Linked DNA regions of Zea mays: all the other regions are linked to region 2. Evidence: chromatin contacts called from public Hi-C data. All regions are on one chromosome and are shown on one strand. Each heading gives the region's core, a stretch centred on a gene start, on an enhancer-like site or on the middle of the called end of the contact. The rest is flanking DNA. Distances are from core to core; before and after follow the strand shown. Region 1 holds the start of LOC100272243 (Guanylate-binding family protein). Region 2 holds the start of LOC103635335 (Putative homeodomain-like transcription factor superfamily protein). Region 3 holds the start of LOC100278743 (hydroxyproline-rich glycoprotein family protein).

The links. Hi-C and Micro-C count contacts between places; a contact is called where the count stands out from the background.
Region 1: a Hi-C map of endosperm shows a contact between it and region 2, with 3 times the contacts expected there. The contact joins the promoter of LOC100272243 here to the promoter of LOC103635335 in region 2. A contact is called at or near these places in 8 of 25 Hi-C or Micro-C datasets (bundle sheath, ear, endosperm and 5 more).
Region 3: a contact with region 2 is called in a Hi-C map of endosperm, with 2.6 times the contacts expected there. The contact joins the promoter of LOC100278743 here to the promoter of LOC103635335 in region 2. A contact is called at or near these places in 3 of 25 Hi-C or Micro-C datasets (ear, endosperm and leaf).

The regions. Positions count from the first base shown.
Region 1 is chr8:70,711,591-70,714,920 of Zm-B73-REFERENCE-NAM-5.0, forward strand. It overlaps LOC100272243 (Guanylate-binding family protein), which reads right to left and starts at 1,934. Exons shown (of 14, transcript XM_008656297.4): 1 at 1,540-1,934; 2 at 1-162. The coding sequence starts at 1,785.
Region 2 is chr8:70,379,083-70,382,413 of Zm-B73-REFERENCE-NAM-5.0, forward strand. LOC103635335 (Putative homeodomain-like transcription factor superfamily protein) reads left to right here and starts at 1,580. Exons shown (of 18, transcript XM_008657816.3): 1 at 1,580-2,548; 2 at 2,652-3,149. The coding sequence starts at 2,365.
Region 3 is chr8:69,940,973-69,944,194 of Zm-B73-REFERENCE-NAM-5.0, forward strand. LOC100278743 (hydroxyproline-rich glycoprotein family protein) reads left to right here and starts at 1,754. Exons shown (of 5, transcript NM_001151921.1): 1 at 1,754-1,840; 2 at 1,924-1,944; 3 at 2,071-2,202; 4 at 2,983-3,222. The coding sequence starts at 2,077.

The sequences.
Region 1 (3,330 bases), core at 684-3,183, 330 kb after region 2:
CGTTTGGTCATAAGCATCAATTCCTTCAGTATCCAACAACACAAGACTGTATTCAGTTCCATCCAAACCAGTTCTCTTCAAAGGCGTACTCCACATCCAAAGTCCCTTTGTGCAAGGACGATGTGTTGAAGCCACTTGAAAACCGCTGCTTCGCCCAAGAAGCTACATAGAGTGTCAATTTTATCAAGTGATGCAGAGAATTAAACAAAAATAACGTCGATGAAAGAACATCAACTTATATTAAAGCTAGGTATGGGGTATATAGTGACTCGTAAGAATGACACCTCATCTAAAATTACTAATACGTTCTAAATTTCATTTCATGGATCCAAATGAGGTTAAAGAAACTGAGAAGCTTTAGTGTACACACTTACCATCTAGAAAAAGAAAAATAGGAAACAGTAAACTCTTGAATCTATAACCTAGAATACCTAGAAGCAGCAATTTTCCCATACCTTAATTAAAACTACAAAATTACTGAAGTCATTTAAAGACTTTGTACCAGTATGACGCTAACAAAATGAAGATGCTAACAGACCATTTAAAAATGAACAGTAATTGATAATGTTCTGTTATATGCCATTTAAAAATTAGAAGTAATCTTCGCTCCTAGAGTCCTAGTCAATTTGTACCACACCATCCCTTCATCTTTTACAAGTCTAAATCAAATAAGTGAATAACTGTTTAAACAAGTTGAAGCCCGTAGTGATGTTTAACCAAACTTTTGTGTTCCTACTTCCTACACTTTTTTCGCATCCTAGGCACCCACCAGCTTTTGTCAATTATTACTCACGGAGTTCTTTGTTTGGTTTTGCAGAATCCTATGCTTAGCACCACCCAAGCATGGAAATGTAACGTTCATATGATTCCAGAACATAAAAAGGTTCCATGGACTAATTGCACGATGACAACCGGACTAATCCTTAAAAGGAGATAACACACCTACAATCAAAAAGCCAATACTCCTACAGTCAAGAGAAAGCATTCATTTGCTAATAAAAGTGCAATACACCATTCTAATACTGGGATATGTCACAATCCTGTAAGGTGGTCAAATTGTGGTTTAAGTCCATAAACTTCCTTTGAAACACTGATGTTGCTAACAAGAACCACACACCTAATGTATGAACACGTCTTAACCCATAACCATTTCATGAGGAATTAAGCCACACACATTGATACTCCTTAAATTTCAATTCCCTGTCTCTGACTGAAAGTTGCACGCATGTTGAGTTCTATTATCCTAATGCTTCTCGCACTGTCAACTCGCAACATATTTCCGAATTGCGGGCAAAAGCTACAATTCCACCAGTCAATGAGTCAATAAACCCTAGAAGACAAGATTCTACATAAACCCTACAAATCAAGTTGCAAAAATTATCACTTGAACTTTCAAAGGTCCGGCCGAAGCCCCAAACTAAACCAGCGGGTCATCCATCTCAGAAAAACAACGCCGAAACCGTAGCCGCGCACCGCACCGTCGACGCACAGACCCAGGCGTCACCCGAAAAAACCAACTCGCCCCATCGCGCGCCGTACCTGGTTGAGGATGAAGCTCTTGCCCTGGCGCGCGCGGCCGCAGACGGAGACGACCCCGACGGGGCCCTTCACGAGCTGCAGCGCCGCCGCCGCCTCGGGGTCCATCACGAACCTGCCCTTCTCGTCGCAGTACGCCAGGCGCAGCGGCCGCGCGGGACCCGCGACCGCGCCGCCGTCCCCGCTCATGACGGGGGTCGCCTCGCCAGCGCTGGGGCTCCCCCCGCGGAGGCCCAGCATCTGGAACATCGCGAAGTCGCCGCCGACGGCAAGGAGAGGTCCGTGAGCCTGTGTTTTTTCTGCTTTCAAAAAATGGGGAGAGGGAAAGGCGGGTTCAGCAGGGATCGCGAATGCCCTCGTCCCTCCCTCCAAGGTTCAGCAAAAGCAACGAAACGACACGGTCGCTGGCGGAGGTTGAGCCGACGTCGGTTCCCGCCGCTGCGTTGGAACGACGCGACGTGGGCCACGCGGCTGCCCTTAGTGGGCTTCACGCGCTGCGTCTCTGTGCTGCTGAGATGGACTGTTGGGCCTTGATCCGTCCAGAAAGGCTTCCCGTTTCTTTTTCTTTCTTCTTTGAATTCAGCAGGTCGGTGCTGAGCTTGTGACCTGGACTTGTTTTTTTTTCTATTCAAAATATTTTGCCTTTATTTAAATCACGGACCAAGATTTGTGGGACTTGCCGCAAGAATTAAACAAAAATTGTTTGTTTGTAAGTCAGTTTTTTATACTGCTCTTTGATCATCGTGGCTCGTCGTCTGGACAATATTGGGAGTGTCAAATAAAATATACTAGTGGGTTGCCCGTGCGTTGCGACGTCTTACAACAATACCTATGTAAATTATCTACTAAAAAAATTCAAGATTTTTTATTAATTGTCTCTACTCTCCATATAATATTTTTTGATTTGGCTAACTGATATTATTTTTACTTCATCCAATATGTCTTGGTACAACACGACCAATAAAGTGAGCGATTAGAAGAGAGTTCACAACGACTCACTAAACGAACAGAGATTATAAAATAATATAATTCCACCATACAGAGACCAAATAAGAGAAAGTTTGTGGGCTCAAGTTTCTAAAATAAGTCTCATGAACTCAAACTTATAAAAAAGATAGATCAAAATATGGAGTGATTGCTAAAGTCAGGAATCAATAAAAATTGTATGCACTCCATATAAATTATGCTACTTTCTAGCAATTACTAACGTTTAGAACCAACAAATAACCTTTCATTTTACTGTTAGTGTAACAAATCATTGTTGCTCCATCCAATTCAACAACCTCAAACACCATTGAGTTCATTGCGCCAATGTGGTCTCAGAAACGACCTAATGTTTGCAAGAGCCAAGAACGTTGTGTCGTGCTTGTGCTGTAGCCTCGGCCCGTAGTATTGGCCCGGTCCGACACGATTATATTTTTTTATTTTACAAAAAACGTATATACATATATACAATTTATATTTTTATATTAATTATTAAAAATATATAAGCATGATGTTCCACTGGTTAGATAGCTTCACCCAGTGTGTCCCGCCCTTCATTCATCACGGCATTGGTTCAAACCTCACCTCCTACACCGTTTTTTTAACATTTTATGTTGATTTAATCAAATGGGACGACGAGCTAACGAGCTGGCCCGACACAGTCAGCAGGTCGACATGACATGCCTGGCCAGAGTTATGGCCCACAGACGTTTGGCTCGTGCCGGGCCGCCATTTGGCCATCTATAGGCGTGTATCAGGTTAATTTGAAATAGCTACGAGAAGTTATTTGTAAAAAAAATGACGCGGAAT
Region 2 (3,331 bases), core at 330-2,829:
GTGAGAATTGGGATAGGGACGAGGAAGACATATGAAGGTGGAGGAAAACAAAAGTATGCATGTATAAACAGATCTAGAGATAAGATAACAATTTTACTCAAAAGCGAATAAAAACTTGGAAGCAACAATCCTATGCAAAAGCAATTGATACAATTAAACTGTTAACACCCGTTTAGGAGGGCTCCCGAGCGGCTCCGACTATGGCTCTTTGCCGGAGCCATCCCAAATGACGTCCCAGTAAACAGCTCCGTGTAGGGAGTGGGAGCCGGTTTACACGACAGAGCCGGAGCCCAGGAAAACCGGCTCCGCACCGCTCGACGCTCTCTCTCCCATGCCTCCTCTCTCTCCGGCGCTATCTGTTAGGGCTTTGTAGCAAGTTGCTATGTAGCAAGTACTGGCAAGTAGCAACAAATAATAGATTATCTACTGGCAAGTATTATACGTTGCAGTTCTCTATCAGAAAGAGTTTCAGTTAGTTGTTTGATATAATACAGTTTCACTACATATTTTTTCACCGTAACATTCTTTTGTTGTAACAATGTTCTATAAAATATTTTTTCATCATAACCTTTTGTCTCATATATAAAATTACAAAATGCAAGAGGAACCATTTTACCAGACGATTTGCAAAAAGACACTAGCATCTGTGGAGGAGCTACTCCTCCAGAGAAGTCGGAGTCGAAGCCCTGCCAAACTAACCTTACACATTACCTAAAAAATAAACACTTGAAATATGCCATGGAGTACTTACCTCACCCATGTGAGAGCTTTGTGCTTAGTCGTAGCACACCACTCCTAGTCTCCTCCTACATACAGTCATGACATAGTTCCAAATCCCGCTCGATAATCGTCTGTCACCGTAAAAATGGACATGGGGATAATTTTCGAAAATTTTGTTTTAAAAAATTGAAGTAAAAATCATAAAAATGGAAAAATCTATTAAAATCCTACCATTTTTTAAAAACTAATAAAAAATTTCTGGTAGTAAATCACTGGAAACCGCTCGAAATTCATCGAAAACCCTTCGAGAATAGCATTTTTTGTTTTTTTAATTATTAAATTGGAATCCATTTGAGATCTACAAAAGTCGGTAAAATTTGAGTGTTTTTTCGATTTCACTCGTCATCGAGATTGGGTGTGAAACAATATAGTAAACCCTGAGTCACGATCGTGAAAAGTAAGGGGATGTTTGGTTTGGGGAATAACTCCCTTCAATATGAGGTGGTGCAGTCCATTCTTTAAATTTGGTAGTATAATCTTATTTCACCGTCTTTTCATTTCTCACTCTTTTTTGTTTGGGTTTAGAATGGAATGAATTGATCTATCATCACCTTATTTCTCATAATTAGTTAGTTAGTAGTAACACTTCATAAGACCTTATTCGATTGTTCCTATCACATATGAATTGAGTGAGATTGAAAAAAATTATATATTTTTTAAACTTGTTTAGAATTTAAATCACCTAATTCACTCAATCCACATAGATTGGAAGCACCACTTCGACCTGCCTCGGGTGCACGGCTGGCCAGACCCGCAGACCATCGAGCGCAGACTCGTCCACCGGTCGAGCTTGGGGCTCGGGCACCATTTGGTACGCGAAGCGCGGCCACCCACCGGGCCCCGCCTCCGTAGGCCACAAACATTCCGCGCCCCAGGCCACAGAAGATCCGCCAAACTGTTCTACGATCTCATCGCACGAACGAGGAAGGCCCGCAACCACAGCCAACCTATGAACCCCACCCGCCGCGAGATTCACAACGCGCACGCAAGAAATCCACACCGCACCAAGAACAGATCCACATCGCCCCCCCTTTCTTTCCTGGGCTGCTGACCCTGACTCCTCCCTCCGCATAGAGGGAAAAAAGGAATACCAGGCAGCGCAGGCGCGCGGAACGGAAGAGCACCAAACGCCAGCAGCAGCAGCAGCGAGGCAAAATAATAAAAAGTCGGAGGCATCAAATCCAAAAGGTTTTTATTAGCATGGAAGCGAAATCCAAACCCCTGACCAATTCGGGCCGAGCAGCAGGCGGAGGAGGAGTTGCATCCGTGGCCTCCCGTGTTGCTCCTCCTCGCGCCCGCGTCCCTATTACTTCTCCGCGTCCGTGCTGGGGCGCGGCGCGCCCACCGATCCTGTTCTACCTCGCGTCTGCGCTGCGACGTTACCTGCTGCTGTCGCCCGTCGGTGGTGGAATTCGTCGCGCGGATCGAGCCGCGGGCTCGATTCGGGCTTGGCGCCTCTGTATATATGTCGGAATTCGCCGTAGCGTGTGATTAGGTTTTGTTGTTCTTCTGTGTCGGCCTGGTCTTCGCGTGTTGTGTTTTGTTGTCTGGCGGAGGCGAATCTAGGGTAACGGTCAGTCGGGAATGGAGTCCTCCGACGACGGGGGCTCCGGGCCGGCGGCAGGGAGTCCCGGCCCTCCGTCGGCCCCCGCAGCCGTTGGCGGTGCGAGTAGCGCTCCTGGCGCGTCTGGATCCGGCGGGAAGCCGCCGGTGAAGCGCGTCATGAAGACGCCCTACCAGCTGGAGGTCCTCGAGAGGACGTACGCAGGTTCGTCGGCTATTGATGATTCTGAAACGTTTTGATGGTTTGTTTTTGCGAGCTTTTGATCGAACTGTGCGTGTGGTTTTCATGGGGATTCTGTTTTGCGCAGAGGACTCGTATCCCAACGAGACGAAGCGGGCGGAGCTGTCGGTGCAGTTGAACCTCACAGACAGGCAGCTTCAGATGTGGTTCTGCCACCGCCGGCTCAAGGACCGGAAACCGCCGGCCAAGAGGCAGCTAAGGGACGAGGAGGTTAGCGTCCCAGTCATAGGGCCGCCGCCACCTGTGCTTCCGCCTCCATTGCCTCCCAGCGAGATGATGGTGGGGACTGTCGGAACCTATGGTGAGCAGCTGCTGCCCTATTCCAGGAGAGGGTCTGGCCGGTTATCGGCTGCACCTAGGTTATCTGTGCCGGAGATTGGGAGGAGGTACTATGAACCGCCACAAGTCATGCTGCCTCATATGGCACCAGTGCACCTTATGCAAGCAGAGCACCGGGTGATCGATTCTGTGGAAGCACTTATAGGGGAACCTTTGAGGGACGATGGACCAGTGCTTGGTATTGAATTTGATCCACTTCCTCCTGGTGCATTTGGAGCACCTATCGGTGAGAACCTTGTGTGCTCTTGATTTGTTGTATTTGATGCCTTAATATTTATTTTAAAATAAATTTACAGTAGATACACACATGGTTTCAAAGGCGTTGCCTAGGCAACACCTAGGCGTCCAGGCGCCCAAAAGTTCTAGGCGCCCCTGTCGCCTAGCTAAGAATCAGCAATAAAGGTAAGA
Region 3 (3,222 bases), core at 504-3,003, 440 kb before region 2:
ACAAAAAAGCATTGTTTAGATTTTTTGTCCGCACGTTGTATGACAGACTTAGGGCTTGTTTATTTGGGATTATAACATGCCTAGATTATAATCTAGGCATGTTATAATCCCAAACAAACAATTCCTTAGCTAAGGTACCATATAAGACATCTCAAGCGCTGCCGTATAAGTTTTTGGTATGTGTGGTTGTTTTATCATTAGCAAGTAAATCCAAATTTACGTATAGGCCTTCCACGGAGTAGCATGTGAGAACTAGGACTTTGTACTAATTCAAACTAGGCACCCTATGTCCAGTGATCAGGGTCGTTTGTGTTGCTATGTCCTAGGTGTTCAAACTAGGCCACCCGATAATTTTATACTCTCTAAATGTCATGCATAGTTTTAAAAAACATTACTTTATACTATAAGATGTTTAGTTGCATTTCTAAAAAATGTGTTTTAAAACTATAGTATTCTAGATACAATGGTATTTTTAGAGTACTAGAACTTTTATTCCAACCCAAAAAATTTATGGTGTAACTAGCTTTTGATAATTAATATGGTTGTTAAAGGTATATACTAGAGGTATTCAAGACTAATTGAGCGAACAAGACCGGGCCTAAGGGCTCGACTAGTAGCGGATCCACGTGGGGGGCAAAGGGGGCCATGGCCCCCTTAATTTTTAGTATGTCTTATATCTAGTGTTCATTTATTGTTAAGTATAGAAAAAAATAAAAGTTTTAGGTAGATTAAACCAGTTCTATCATAGGTCTCTTAGTCGGATCAGTTCAATCCTCCTAATTCTCGTCCTCCTTCTCAATCCAATTTTTGCATCTATCTGTCTGATCTAATTCTTTCCAATGCCACCTGAACCAATATGCTCTGATGCCCTGTTCCTGACACTCTGATGCCCTGTTCATTTATTGTTGTCCGACCCTGACCCTTTTCTGACGCCCCATCTCCGAAAGACGATCAGCGAGCGCCGATTCTCCGTCGGAGACGTCGCTTGACCCCGCCTCCTTCCCGATGGCTCCACACTTCGAGAAGATCGACAATCAATATTTGAAAAGGCACACATAGTTTGGGTTCGGTCATCAAAAAGTTAGCAGTATGTTTGCTTATTTTATTCATATAGTTTTCTTTTTAAACCTGTATCAATATATTGACATGAAATTTAAATTCTATGTAGCACTAGTTTTTTACGGGTTTGCTTAATTTTATCGTAGGGTCTTTTTAGCCCCTGTGGATTCTCGTCCTGTGCCCACCACTGAGCACGACTATAGTTCTTGCATCTAGGAATAGGGTCAACTAGGCCGATAAGGAGTCCTTATGTGGCCGAAGACTAGATAAGTAAGATAATCTTTCTGTAACCATCCGTGTTGGAACACACTAAAAGGATAAATCGTATAAGCATACGTCATAGACAATAGACAACACAACACAGAGAACATAAGTATTATCTCGTACTGAGAACCTGTCTAAATACTCGAGTCTTCTATACATTATCTTCGGTTATCTCGATCTCATAGCGTATGCAAATAATAACCAGTATTTTTAGAGATAACACAAATTATAATATTATTGTGACAATTATGAAGTATAATAGTATAAAATTGTGGTTTGAAGAATTATGACGTCATGGATCTATGTGCAAACAATGTTTTTCAGGAGGGCTCAATTGAAGAAAAAAAAACACGAGCGTGCTCGCCCCATCCTTTTTCTTCTCCGTTTCACCCCCTCGTGCGCTCTCACTCTCACTCTCCCTTTCTCTCGTGGAGACGACTGGGCGACCGCCGGCGCCGACCTACACCAGGTGCCCAGGCCTTCGTCGGGACCATCGCCGGCGACGAACACCCACCAGGTATGCGCACCTCTTGTCTTCCCTTCCAGCTGCGCGAAACCGAGCATACCAACCCTAACTTAAGCTATTTGGCTTGTTTGCAGCTGGATCTGATCCAATTACAGGTGCATACACGCATTATGCCTACTAATTTCGATTTTTTGCAAAAAAAAAAAATCGGGTGCGTATGTGTACACTCATGCCATTTACTGGGTTCGCTTCTGACCCCGAGCAACCGTGTGTGTATACAGTCAGAAATGTCTTCAGTTGGGAGAAGCAATGGCACCAGGGCGGCGAATGGTGCAGCTGCCATCAGTACTTCCACGACGGAAGCAGGCTCAGCCGACGCCAGATTTCACTCCCAACTACTACATCAGGACAGGGTACATACACTACACGGCTCGTTGTTCCCTGGGCGGATGCAATCGGACTTGTGCTTTAGCTGCAGCTTTTGCCTTACACGCTTTAGATACGTGCACGACAGGATCGGTACCGGAATTTTTAGTAGGCCTTGACGACCTAGATTGGCAATTTGGCCCAGCCTTTGTTTACTCAGTACGAATTGTACTGCCCTGCAGTCGTTACTCGTTACACCTTGAAACTGGGCATCTTTACCAGCAATAATTTGGCTTCTGAAGTACTATATATATATGCTCCGTTGCTTCTATCAGATAACTTGTTCAGTTGGATTTTGCTTTTGCTAGTTGTAATGCACACGTTTTGCACTCCTCACATTTTTTTCCAGTGCCAGAGCACGGTTTTGCTTTTGCAATACCATTCCTCCAGAGCATATATGTACTAATAGGTTCTTGATTTTACCCCTCGATACACTCACCCATTTAAGTTGAAGTGGGGGGCAAAATAGCTTTTACTCCTGGATAATCCTTGCTTTATGATATTTTCCCCTTTTGAATACCTTTGGATTTGAGAAACACTAACATTTCGTATGTTCTTTTGCATGATTGCCTTTTATGCTTATTGTCATATAATTGTTCTCCCCATAATGATGGTAAAAAACTAAAAATATATATTTTTTTGCATAGCAAGTATAGAACTATAGATAACTTGTCCTTTGAAATCTCTTTGTCACGTGCTTCCTTTTTATTTCTGAGGTGACAACTAAGTTATTTGCTTGGACTAACATGTGCTTCTACTATAAACAGCAAAGTAGATGGGCTGGCTGCTTTTCAGGCTTATCATGTTTCGGATCGCAGAAGGGCGGGAAAAGAATTGTTCCTGCAGCACGCACTTCTGATGGGAATGGATCAAATACTCGTGGAAATGGTCTCCAGTCTGGTGCCAATTCAAACCAAAATCTGCCTATGAATTTATCTCTTCTAGCTCCACCATCATCACCAGCATCCTTCTCAAACTCTGCGCTTCCTTCGACTGCTCAATCACCG